Regions from separate parts of the Mus musculus genome. Here region 2 is linked to region 1. Evidence: chromatin contacts called from public Hi-C data. All regions are on one chromosome and are shown on one strand. The core of a region is the stretch at or near the end of the contact, and the rest is flanking DNA. Distances in the headings are between cores, read along the strand shown.

The links. Hi-C and Micro-C count contacts between places; a contact is called where the count stands out from the background.
Region 2: a contact with region 1 is called in a Hi-C map of liver, with 3 times the contacts expected there. The contact joins two enhancer-like sites. A contact is called at or near these places in 5 of 39 promoter capture datasets (the C10 cell line, cranial neural crest, hematopoietic stem and progenitor cells and 2 more), 4 of 484 Hi-C or Micro-C datasets (liver, nephron progenitors and ventricular fibroblasts) and 1 of 115 datasets of contacts at active chromatin or transcription factors (astrocytes).

The regions. Positions count from the first base shown.
Region 1 is chrX:36,532,498-36,538,047 of GRCm38.p6, reverse strand. No RefSeq gene overlaps it. Among named protein-coding and RNA genes, the nearest start is that of Gm14569, 43 kb to the right of the region's middle. Within about 2 kb of position 4,092, at least 3 of the 459 cell types and tissues checked have an H3K27ac peak or open chromatin away from gene starts, as enhancers often do. A contact at or near this core is called in liver, where this site is marked.
Region 2 is chrX:36,758,365-36,764,510 of GRCm38.p6, reverse strand. The region is part of intron 3 of Slc25a43 (solute carrier family 25, member 43); the gene reads right to left. Among named protein-coding and RNA genes, the nearest start is that of Gm23613, 15 kb to the left of the region's middle. Within about 2 kb of position 1,965, at least 39 of the 459 cell types and tissues checked have an H3K27ac peak or open chromatin away from gene starts, as enhancers often do. A contact at or near this core is called in liver, where this site is marked.

The sequences.
Region 1 (5,550 bases), core at 2,843-5,342:
GTATCTACTTTCACTGAATTGCTTCTGCACCATTGTCAATGATAGGAATATTTGTCTAGGTCTAGTTCTACTTTATAGTTTACTGTACTTTATTTGTTGATCTATGCATCTATGTCTTTGCTAATGCCACACTGTGGTATATATGTAGCAAATCTTGAAATCAGATAGACTTGTACCTTCAACTTTGTAACTTTTCAAAATTATTTTCTGCATTTCAGTTCTTTTGCTTTTCCATATAAATTAAATTGTGCTTTTGCATTAAATTTGCACATAATTTCAGAAATGCTTGACATCCTTATGTGCAGAATCTTCCAATGTTCCATATGAATGTATATACATATATACACACACATATATATATATACATATATATATATTTCATTACTGTAGCAAAAAAGCTCTATACATGTTTTGTTAGATTCATGATTGAGTATCTTTACTTTTATGAAAGGTATTGTATTGTTTAATCTTTTTGCGTGTGCCTTTGTTGCTAATATGAAGGAATAAATGGGCTTTTCAGTATGAATATCCTGCCCTGTGTATTCTGTGTATCCTGTATTCTGTATTGTATCATGATGCTTGTTGAACTCATTAATTCTAAGGTTTATTTTATTTTATTATTATTTTCTTTTTCCTTGAATAAGATTTTCCCTTACTTCATGTTGTGTGGGAAGATTTATAGTTATTACTCATTGCTTCCTATATGATCAAAGTTAGTCCTGATGGCCTCAGATAAGAGGGCACTTAAACAGGATATACCTTTTGGCATGAGGAGTGAAGGGCAAAGTCTGATAAAAAGACAAAAGCCACATAAGAAAGGAACATTACTTGTAGGCATTTGACAATTAAGACTGGACATGAAAGGGACATTTTGGTAAAATTGTCAAGTTGATCTAAAATATGATTATTATGTGGATATCCTCTTAGTATTTGAAAACAATAACATTTGTTAATCTATAATTCTTGAAAACAATTAAGAGCCTCTTTCCCAAGGAAATATGAGTTAAAACTACTCTGAGATTTCATCTCACGCCAATCAGAATGGCTGTGTTCAAAAAATTACAACTATACTGGCAAAAATACAGGGAAAGAGGAATTCTCATTCATGTTGGTGGGAGTATAAACTGTTACAACCACTGTGGAGATTAGCCTGGAGGTTTCCTTAGACATTAAATTAAAAGTAGAGCTATCGTATGAACCAGCTATACTACTCCTGAGCACATACCCAAGGATGCTATAGCTTACCACAAAAATACTTGCATATCCATGTTTATTTTAGCTCTATTAAAAGAGACATGGAATCAGCTGAGATGTTCCTAAACCAATTAATGGATAGTGGAAATGTCACGCTGATACCCAATGAAATTTTATTCATATATAAAGAAAAATGAAAAATTTCAGAGAAAGTGAATGGACGTGGAAAATATTATACTAGACAAGGTAACTTAAGCTCAGAAAGAGAAATACTATATACATGCTCCCTTTCAAATACAGAGCCTAGCATGTTTCTGTGTCTGATTGAGTATAGAGTTCATGAAAGTAGAAAGGGAATAAAAGGCTTTAAGGGAACTGGTAGAGAGGGTGGTAGGAAACAAGTGAGATGATGAGACATAAGGGATACTGAGAGCAGAAGGGTGCAGATGAGGACTTCAGGCAGGGAGATGAGGGAAGAGGGGTGGGTAGTGAGGACGAAGAGCATCCAAAACTCAGTGTGATGGATGTGGAAGTGCCGAAAGGAAACCTGTTGACTGTCAGTACTAATTTTAAAACAAAGTAGAAATAAAAGGAGGTTTGAAAAAAAATCAAAACAAAAATATATAAAGAAATCTTGTTTTAAAAAGTCTACACCAAAAAGTAAATGCCAGCACACCCTTAATCGCAGCACTCTGAAGACAGAGGCAAGCAGATCTCTTGGAGTTTGAGTCCCGCCTGCTCTACAACCCCAATTACAGGCCAGCCAGGGCTACAAAGTGAAGCCCTGCTTCCCCAACTCCAGAAAAAAAACAAAACAAAACAAACCAACCCTTTAAAAAGTAAACAAGAAGCTGGAGAGATTATTCAGTGGTTAAGAGTGCTTTGTGTTCTTCCAGAAGACATGAGTTGGGTTCCTGGAACCCATATCAGGTAGCTCACAACTTCCTTGTAACTGAGCTATAGGAGATCTGATGCCTTTTTCTCAATTCCCAGGGCACCAGCATACACATGGAATACATTCGCACACACATACAGATGCACCACACAATGCTCTCTCTCCTTCCACCCCTCTCTTCTCTTCTTTTCTCTTCTCCCCCTCACACATACATGGTTCAAAAGGTAAAAATAGTAAATACACTGAAGAAGTTATATCATCTGAATAGTATACATACATATGAAGGAAATAGACCCAGATCCAATAGGAAAGACCTAACAACTCTCAAAGCTTGTTTTAGTCAACAATCGCACATAACTTTTAAAATTACATTAAATTATGTATAGTGGCATTACAAAGACATTTCTGTTCACCAGTTGGTTTAAAATACAAGTAGAGAAAATCTTGTTATCTGATCTGATTATAAAAAACATTATTAAACTTACACTGTAGCTTCAATCAACCTGGAAGAATTATTTTCATCCTAATATTTATTTTCAAGAGTGAAATTAGAAGTGCATAGTCCACTGGTCAACTTAAAGAATGAGCCATTGGTAATATATTTATAACTCTTGGAACATTTAATCCAGCTTGTGTAATTTCTAGAGTGTTCCACACAAATTGCATCAGGAGCTCTTAATATTGATGACACAATTCAGTTCCATAAGGAACTTTTGGAGGCCTTTGAAACTATTTGTTTACTGTTAGTTTTAGTTTTCACATTTAGGACATTTTATTCACTGTATATTTCTCACTATGGTGTGTGTGTTTAATTTGAGAATTAAATGAGGGGGGCTAGAGATGTCCCTCCAACTTTTATTTTGATAAAAATGTTCTTTATTATTCCATTAGATTTGCCAGAAAAAAATCTTGTGATAATAGGGCCTCCCCACACTCTGTATTTAGAGATTCTCTCCTTTCATGTTTTACAACTATAATAAAACAAACAAAATAAAACAAAAAGCTGGTAAAATGTGGCCAAAAATAAAAACACAAGGGGGAAAAAAACAAAATCAAAGATGAAACACTGATGTGCATGATATAAATGGGGGATAAGGTCAGACAGAATTGTGGAATTTTGGCTTTCTTTTGCTGCTGATAATCATTGAGCCCAGCTCGCACAAATTTAGGATGACTGGAATGTCTCCATTTCAGTAGCTTCCCTTTCTTGTGTACTAGGGACCTCTGGTGGCCACACTCAGTTTTGCAATCTTCGGGCTGGGCAGGTTTGCTCACCCCTCCCAGATTCCCCCAGACAATATGCCTTAGGTTCTATCAGCCAGCAGTTAGCAGTGGTTCTCAATCTGTGAGCTGTGACCCCCTTTCGGGGGTGGGGGGTGTCAAACGACCTTTTCACAGGTGTTGAATATCAAATATGCTGCATATCAGATATTTATGTTACTATTCCTAACAGTAGCAAAATTATAGTTATATAATTTAAGTAGTAATGAAAATAATTTTGTGGTTGGGGGGGGGTCCCCAGAGCATTAACTGTATTGAAGGGTTGTAGCAACCACTGCTAGCTGAAGAAGGGTTTACAAGTTTATTGACAGTACTGAGATCAGTACAGGTGGAACACTTACCTTGCCTTTCCAGACCACCTAAGAACTGATCACCCTGCATGAGGGATCCAGGTGAAGACGCCATGGATTCTGCTAGAATTTCAGGGTTCTTAGACTCTATAGGCTTCCAGAGGTTGATCCATCTGCTTACACCAGGCTCAGGACTGCCAAAATCTACAACTCTTCTCTCTGGTGATAAAGTCTGTTCCTTAGCTACCAAGGACACGAGTATGTTTCCCTGTGTACTTTTCTGCTTGAACCAAGCAAGCCTCCTGGTTTTTAGATTGGCAGCGTCAGGCTCTTCTTTCCCCAACTGTTCCTCAGATTTGTCTCCCAACCTGAGGCTGTGGCAGCACCTCCCCACATTCGTCTTGTGACTGTATTGCATAATTTCTTTCTGGACACACATGTGCACTTTGCACTGTGCGTGTGTGCATACCAGACAATACTAACTAGTCCACTGTGAAACACTTGGGCTCAGATTAAAGGCTATATGGTATGCTGTAAATTACAGTGTTTTTTTTTTTTTACTGTATATATAAAGTTTTCTGGTGTTGTAGAAGTATAATGGTTTAATTGTGGTTATTAAAGGCTTTTTAATATGTATTATAGTGCTTGACTTTTAATTGCTTTTGAATTGCAGACTTGAGTTTTATGAACTAATCATATTAAGTGAATTTGGGCTCGAGATAGGACAGAATTTGCAACAGCTCTTGAGATCAGCATGATATGGTTATAGATAAGAGTGGTTCAAATAGCTTCTAAAATGGCCCGAAACAGTCTTCTTTCAATTTTTAGCATTTAAATATGTATATATGCAAAGTCCTGTTCTCAGCATTAATGGTTATAAAATAAAAATATGAATCAACTCATCAACTGAGTCATCTCTCCAGCCCCCTGTAATGATTTTTTTTTTTGTTTTAAGACCAAGAATTCTGGAGCTTTCTTGCAGTCTTGTTTGTTTAGCTAGCTCCTTATTAATAAAGGCGGAGGCATGGGTGTAGGTGCAGATAACAGCCAAGGCTGCTGGCTCAGGCTTGTGATCCCAACTCCTCTGCAGGCTGAGGTAGGACAATTGTGAACTCCAAGGTAGCCTAGGCAAACTAGTGGGACTCTATCTCAAAACAAAACATAAAGAGGGATAGAGCTCTGGCTGAGCAGGCATCAGGTCTTAAACTCAATTCCCAGGATCACAAAACAGCAACTTTTTTTTTTTTTAAGAAGCAGACCATAGTTTTCTCCTTGTGATACTGTTGACTGGTTAGCTTTCAGGAGGCATCTCTTAAAGGATGGGACTGGTTAAAAATCTCTTCATGAACTTCTTGACAGAAACTGTAGTTAAAGAAATAAACAAAATTTATTATGAACTTAATAGGAGAATAAACTAGGAGTGGGCTTGAAGCCCCCTTTTCTCCATTTGATGGAAACTCAATACTGAAGTAGGCCTTGAAAGAGAGGAGAAATAGCATGCAAATCATAAGTACAGATTCACTGGTGTACACTCAGGTGTGCCTGGGATGTTGGTACATTGATAACCATCCCTGGGTAGGACTGGAAAGGGCCACCAGACTCTAGCCATCCCCCCTCTTGTTTGGTTTATATCAAGGTGAAATTGAAGTAAAAATGTACATCATGGGCAAAGAAGGCCTAGGAGATCCTACTCACTAGGTGGATGAAAGAAAGGAAGCAAACTGTACTGGGATTTTTGAGGGATAGAACAAACTTCTAGGTCTTTCTAAGGTCAGCAAAACTCACTTTCACCTCTGTTTTCTATTTCTTCATCCCAAGTGTGTGTCCTCTGCATAGATAGTATCAGTAGCCTGGAGCCATCCATGTAAGTGGAGTGAGATGGGAGAAGCC
Region 2 (6,146 bases), core at 716-3,215, 230 kb before region 1:
TACTCACCCACAACTTTTGGGAATACAACGACTGTGCCCATAGACATGGGAGTAGAAGAGGGAGTCAGTGAAAAACAGCATCCACCTTTTCAGAGAAGGTACCCTATAGTTAATTTAGTTTCTTCTTCCCCAGGACTCCCTCTCCAGTGGGCTAGAGTGCCTGCATTGTGGTTCTCAAAGGCTTAAATAGCTGCCTTTATGCATTATCTGAAAATGTGTGCCTTATGGGTGGGAAAAGCCAGCAAACAAAAGCAACAGATACTACTACCAACGTAAGTTCAGTTGAACCTTTACAGAGACAGAAGTGATGCTTAGGCAGAGAGAGGTAGCTGCAGGAACAAAGGCCTGTTGACCAGAATATAAAATACGTTTGGTCTTCAGGGCTTGGGGGAGGGGAACTTCTTCACTATTGCAACTGGATGCTTCAATTGAACAGAGGCCAAAAGAAGGCATGTTGTGCTTTGCCCAGACAGTACTTTTTATTTGCAGCCTTAAAAAAAAAAAAAAAGAAAGAAAGATTTCACATCACAATCTGGATGTAAATTTAGGGGCTCCCTTGAAAACTGGGCTTGCATTTCTAAATGGCAACCATCCTTCTGAGAGGAGACTCTTGCAGTTTAGCTGCAGCCTCCACCAGCTCACTTCACTCTTTTCTGCTACGCATATTTAAATGCTAATCACATTCTGTGAGCAGAGAGTTTAGTTCTCCAGAATGCTTTCAAAAGGCACGATGGCTTAGAATGCATTTAAAGGCTTATTGTTTGGGGCTGAGTGCCCGTTATCTGGGTCTCCCTAGCTCTCCTGTCCATGCTGTTTCTGAATTCTTACAGACATTTGATTCTGCAACTCCCTATACAAAGGGCTTCTATACAGCACGCACAGTGAAGTCGGTGAGGGAAACATGCCAAGCTAATGGGCCGGCCTTTATTCTCTAAAGGTGATAGAGGAGCCACAGTGACAGGGCAAAAGAACATTTGTTCTGCAAGAAACCCATGGACTGAAGTGAGCTCTGATCCGGGAGGCAAACCTGCATGCATGGCCTTTGTCCCAGTTCCGTTGCTCAAAGATGGGCTTGTAATCTACAGTGCCTCAGTTTTCTCATCTCAATAGGCAAGATGGCTCAACAGGTAAAAGTGCTTGCTGCCAAGACTTGACGATCTGAGTTTAAGCTCCAGAACCTGCCCTGCGTGGCGGACAGAGATCTCTGACTCCCGTAAGTTGTCTGACTTCTTTCTGTATGTGCACTGTGACACACACACACACACACACACACACACACACACACACACACACAGGCACTCACACGCAGATATAGTAACAACAGTGCTTACTTTGTGAATTGTTGTAAGGATTGGATGACATAATGAACATCCACTTGGCCCGGTGCCTACTATATCTTCCCACTCAGTACTAATAGTCACGTTTAGAATCACTCATAGAGAACAGTATGTGCTGCACTATGAGCTGATAAGGACTTTGACTGGGAGTCAGGGCAATAAAAAAAAAAAAAAGGACCCATGTAGGAGACTTATGAATGCAGAAGCAAATGAACTTTGGGTTGGTTGGATGAAGGGACGGCAGAGGCAAGCCTAACTTCTGGATGCTTAGCTTGGCTATCTAGGACACTGATGGCCCAGAAAGGGAAAAGTCTAGAAAGACAGTTTTAGGGGAACATGGGTAACTTTGATAGACAGTGGGTTGGAAGTGATCGTGAAGATGTGCTACTCAGCGGTCCAAATCAGCAGGCTGTGAGAACCATGAGCTCAGGACTGAGGAGGGAGGCGGGGGTGAAGACATAGGATGGAGCATTAGAAGCCCCGAGTGGGTTAATGAAGTGACTGTGTATCTGCAAAGCTTGCTCAAGGTGGTATCCATTGCGGTCCGAGTGGAGGCTATTTGAGCAGGCTGGGGCCTCTGTTTATTCACTGACCATGTGTGTTCTGCTCACTGAGCTGTGCCACTTGGATACCACCTTTGTCCTTCATTTTATGCACTTTCAGTTCAAATGCTGACTTGGCCTAATCCTGCTTACCCTGTGAGTTGTGGTGGGGGCAAAGTCCACTGGGGTATAAATCAACAGGACGGCACATGGGTTTGTATTTGGTGAAATGGAGATAACTAATAGGAGCAACAGAGTGGAGGGAGGGTTCGTGGACCTCCTTCCTGATTCTTTCATAAGGCCTACCAGACTCCAGGTCCCATGTTCGAAGCTGTTCCCCAGACTCCCAGCAAAGTGTTCCCAGCCTGCCTCTCCTTCTCTTTCACATACACCTGCCTATGGAACTATTATAGTTCCCCCCCCCCCCATAATTCTTTGGTTCTTAATAGGGCTTATAGATTAATCACATAAAATATTTGTTGTCAACATTTCTTCCATCTTATACTTTCTTGTATTAAATCCTTTCCTTTTCTTCACCCTCCCCACCCCTTTGAGACAGTAGCTCACTGTGTAGGTCTGACTGGCTTTGAACTTGCTATGTAGACAAGGTTACCTTCAAACTCACAAAAATCCACCTGCCTCTGCCTCCCTAAAGGTTATGCCACTATGCCCAGCCTATTGTTTCTTTAATACACTTAGTGCTGCCAGCATCTTCTGGCCCAGGGTCTTAGCCAGGTGGAGATGCAGATAGAAGGGCCAGGCTGTATCCAGAGGAGCTGGAGTTAAAATGTACAGACACGTGGAAAAGGAGATTTCAGGCAGGGTGGCATTAGGGTCCGTGAAAGCACACAAGGTAGAGGCATTTCATTCCACATACAACTGACCCTTCTCCCCGAGAAACATTCTCTCAAAACATGCGCATGCATAAATTATTTACCTCTCCATCCTCTAGCAGGGCCAAGCAAGCAAAAGAAAAGCAGGATAAAATGCATGTAAGCCTGGTGAAGGAAGGGCTCAGGTGGCTAAACAAGACTTCTGATTATTGTCATTAATGTTCAGAAGAGTTCCAACCTGCCGTGGTATTAGACAGACAGATTGTATGTCCGAATGTCTGGATAAAAGCCCATGAAGACAGGCACTCAGACAAAGGCGTCAGCCACTGTGGGTGCTGGGAAAAACTCCCTGTTCAGTTGGCTATCCACCAGACACCTGCTGTTGATTTGCTTCATGGTGGGCAGTGCCATGGAGAAAACCAATGGAATGCAAATGTTACCATTAACTGTGTTCAGGTCACAGCAGCTTGGTGCCCTTGTGACAAATGAAGTGCGGAAACCTGCCTGATCCAGTGGAAGTGTGTGGTTCTTATGGCTTTCTCTTCTTGATGAATATTGCATTATGTGCTTTACAGGAAAAAAAAAAACTTTAGGCGTTTCCTGTTGCTTCTGCCCCCTTATCTTCCTAACTGAAAGCGATTCTGAGCTGGGCCTGTGAGGTTAGTAACTCACTAAGTTGCTGGTTCATAGCTTTCCATGGCCAGAGACTATGTGTTTACTGCAGTGACACCTAGTGGACAGAGAAGGTAATGCCATGTTTGCATTTGAAGGCCTGTGGTTCTGTCCTGGGTGTTAATTTTAAAAATATGTATTATGGACAAATTGTTATATTTACTAACCCATGAAGAATAAAATTTTGGCTGCGTCATATTAGTTGGCTTACTATATCTTCAGATGACATTTATGATGTTAGTCATAATTAGATGCTAATCCTATTTTACAGTACATTTATTTTGTGTTTTTAAAAACAACCACTATGACTTTGCATTTATTTGAAAGCTGTTTTCTCTGTTTTTGTTTTCTTGAGGCTAATCTCAAACTGGCTATGTAGATGATGGTGACCTTGAAGTTGTGACCTTCTTGCCTCTGTCACTGAGATCACAGGCAAGTGACACCATACGCAGCCTTGACTGCAGCTTCTTGACACAGTATATATACATTAGCTAGAAGGTTCCCACACAAAGGGAAAATGAGTAGGACTGCACTCAAATTCTCACTCTCAGTGTTTCTTACCCTGGTTGGTGGCAGATTGCTATGGTAAGGTGATATTCTAGTGCAGAATGTAGTGTTGGCTAGAGTCTCCTAGAGAAAGCCATTGTTTTAGCAACCAGAAAAAGAAAGTAAAGCTGAAGATTTATGGAGAAGACCAAAATCTCTCAGCTTCACATCTAGATATCACAGAACAGCCTGAAACCCTCTCTGATGACTAGCCCCACCCCCAGGCCTCAAGGTTCGATTTTAGGTAGATCCAGAGCTCACCAAACTTTACCTAAGCTAGGACAGACTCAAAAGAGGCAAGAAAATGCTGGGGATGTCCCTGGGAGCAAGAGAGAGAGAGAGAGAGAGAGAGAGAAGGTATTCTCTCTCTCTCTCTCTCTCTGTTTTTTTTTTTTTGAGACAGGGTTTCTCTGTATAGCCCCTGGTTGTCCTAGAACTCACTCTGTAGACCAGGCTATTCTCAAAATCATGGAAATCCACCCACCTCTGCCTCGTGTAAATTTCATTGAGTCAGCATGGTGGCGTATGCCTTTAATCCCAACCCTTGGCAGACAGAAGCAGGAAGATCTCTGAGTTTGAGACCAGCCTGGTCTACAGAGTGAGTTCTAGGACAGCCAGGGGCTACACAGAGAAACCGTGTCTTTAAAACAAAGAAACAAGGAGGTGGAGAGATGACTCAAAACTATCTATAATAGAGTCTGATGCCCTCTTCTGTCATACAGGGGTATATGCAGACAGAGCACTGATACAAATACAATCTATAAATAAATACATAAATACATAAATAAATGTCAAAACAAACAAAAACCACATGAGCAACAGAGAGGACGTGAGCTGGGCACGGTAGCTCATGCTGAAAATCCCAGCTCCCTGGAGACTGAGGCGGGAAGCTCTTCAGTTTGAAGCCTTTCCTGGATTATGTGGGGAGATCAAGGCCAGTCCTGGTAGTTTAAGGAGATCTTGGCACACAGAAAAATATGCAGTGGCAGGGGGTGTAGCTCAGTGGTAGTAGAATCCTAGTCTAACTCACACATGTCCTTGGGCTTAGTCCTCAATACTCCTTCAGGTCTTGTGGCCTGCAAGAAAATTTCTAGGAATATAATGTGAAAAACACAAGAGGTTTCATTACAGTGTTGTTATACTTAAGAATTAGAAATAGCCCCATTACTTAGAAACTGAGAAATTTTAACTATTTCTAAGATGTTCATAGGGCAAAATAGCACTTGATAACTAAACAGTTAATGGCCTGGAGCTGAATCTGCTATGTGATAAGTAAAAACAGTAAGCTACCAACTTTTATTTGTAGTCCAAACACAATTTCTAAAAAATAATGCCAGTATATGTGTGTGTGTATGAACATGCACAGAAAAAAACTAGTAACTATTAGAAGAATTAAGCTATTTTCCTTTTTTCCCTACTTTGCTGTATTTCCTCAAATTTCTACAACCACATGTACATTACTTTGTTTTATTGTGACCAAGCATACATAATGTGAAATCAACCCTTTAAACCATGTTTTAATATGTGCATTATTTTTTAAATCAGAAGTTATGTTCATTGTGATTTGCACTATAGTCATACCAGTGTGGCAATGGTTCATCTGGACAAGGGCAGAAGAGAAGAAACCCAGACAGATGGGATGTTTTGTGGATCGGAGTGGCAGAGTGGAGTATCATCTTGTCTGAAGATAACATTGGGGAGTCAAGTCCCTTCACGTTTTTTGGCACTGACCAGGGAAACAGGAAGTGAGGAGTGGCATTGAGAAACTAGAGAAACAAGTCAGAGTCATGTGGAGAAACCAACAAGTGGGACTACTCATTCCAAGTGGCATGCAAATGACCTCAAATTCATTTCTGCAGAGCTTCAGGAACATGTCAGTCATATCAGAGAGGCCAAGGACGTAGGCAAGCAACCGAGTGAGCAGGGTTAGGGGAAGATGGCAAAACAGTGGATCTTGCTTGGATTCTGATTACCCACATGTGGCTGTAACGCCCTCTTGTTATATCATCGACTGATCAGATTGGTTTTGTTGATAAGAATGCAGGCTAAGCTAATTCTTCAATTTGCAGCCTCTTTCTTTCTGTTTTGCCTTTGTGCTCTATAGTGAACATGTTTCCCTAGCAATTGTTAGGGCAGTGCATGGCCAGTTGCACCCTTTTGAAATGCAGTTTCTTTCTTAGGCCTCTTGTTGAATGGTTCTTGGTTTATTTTAGTCA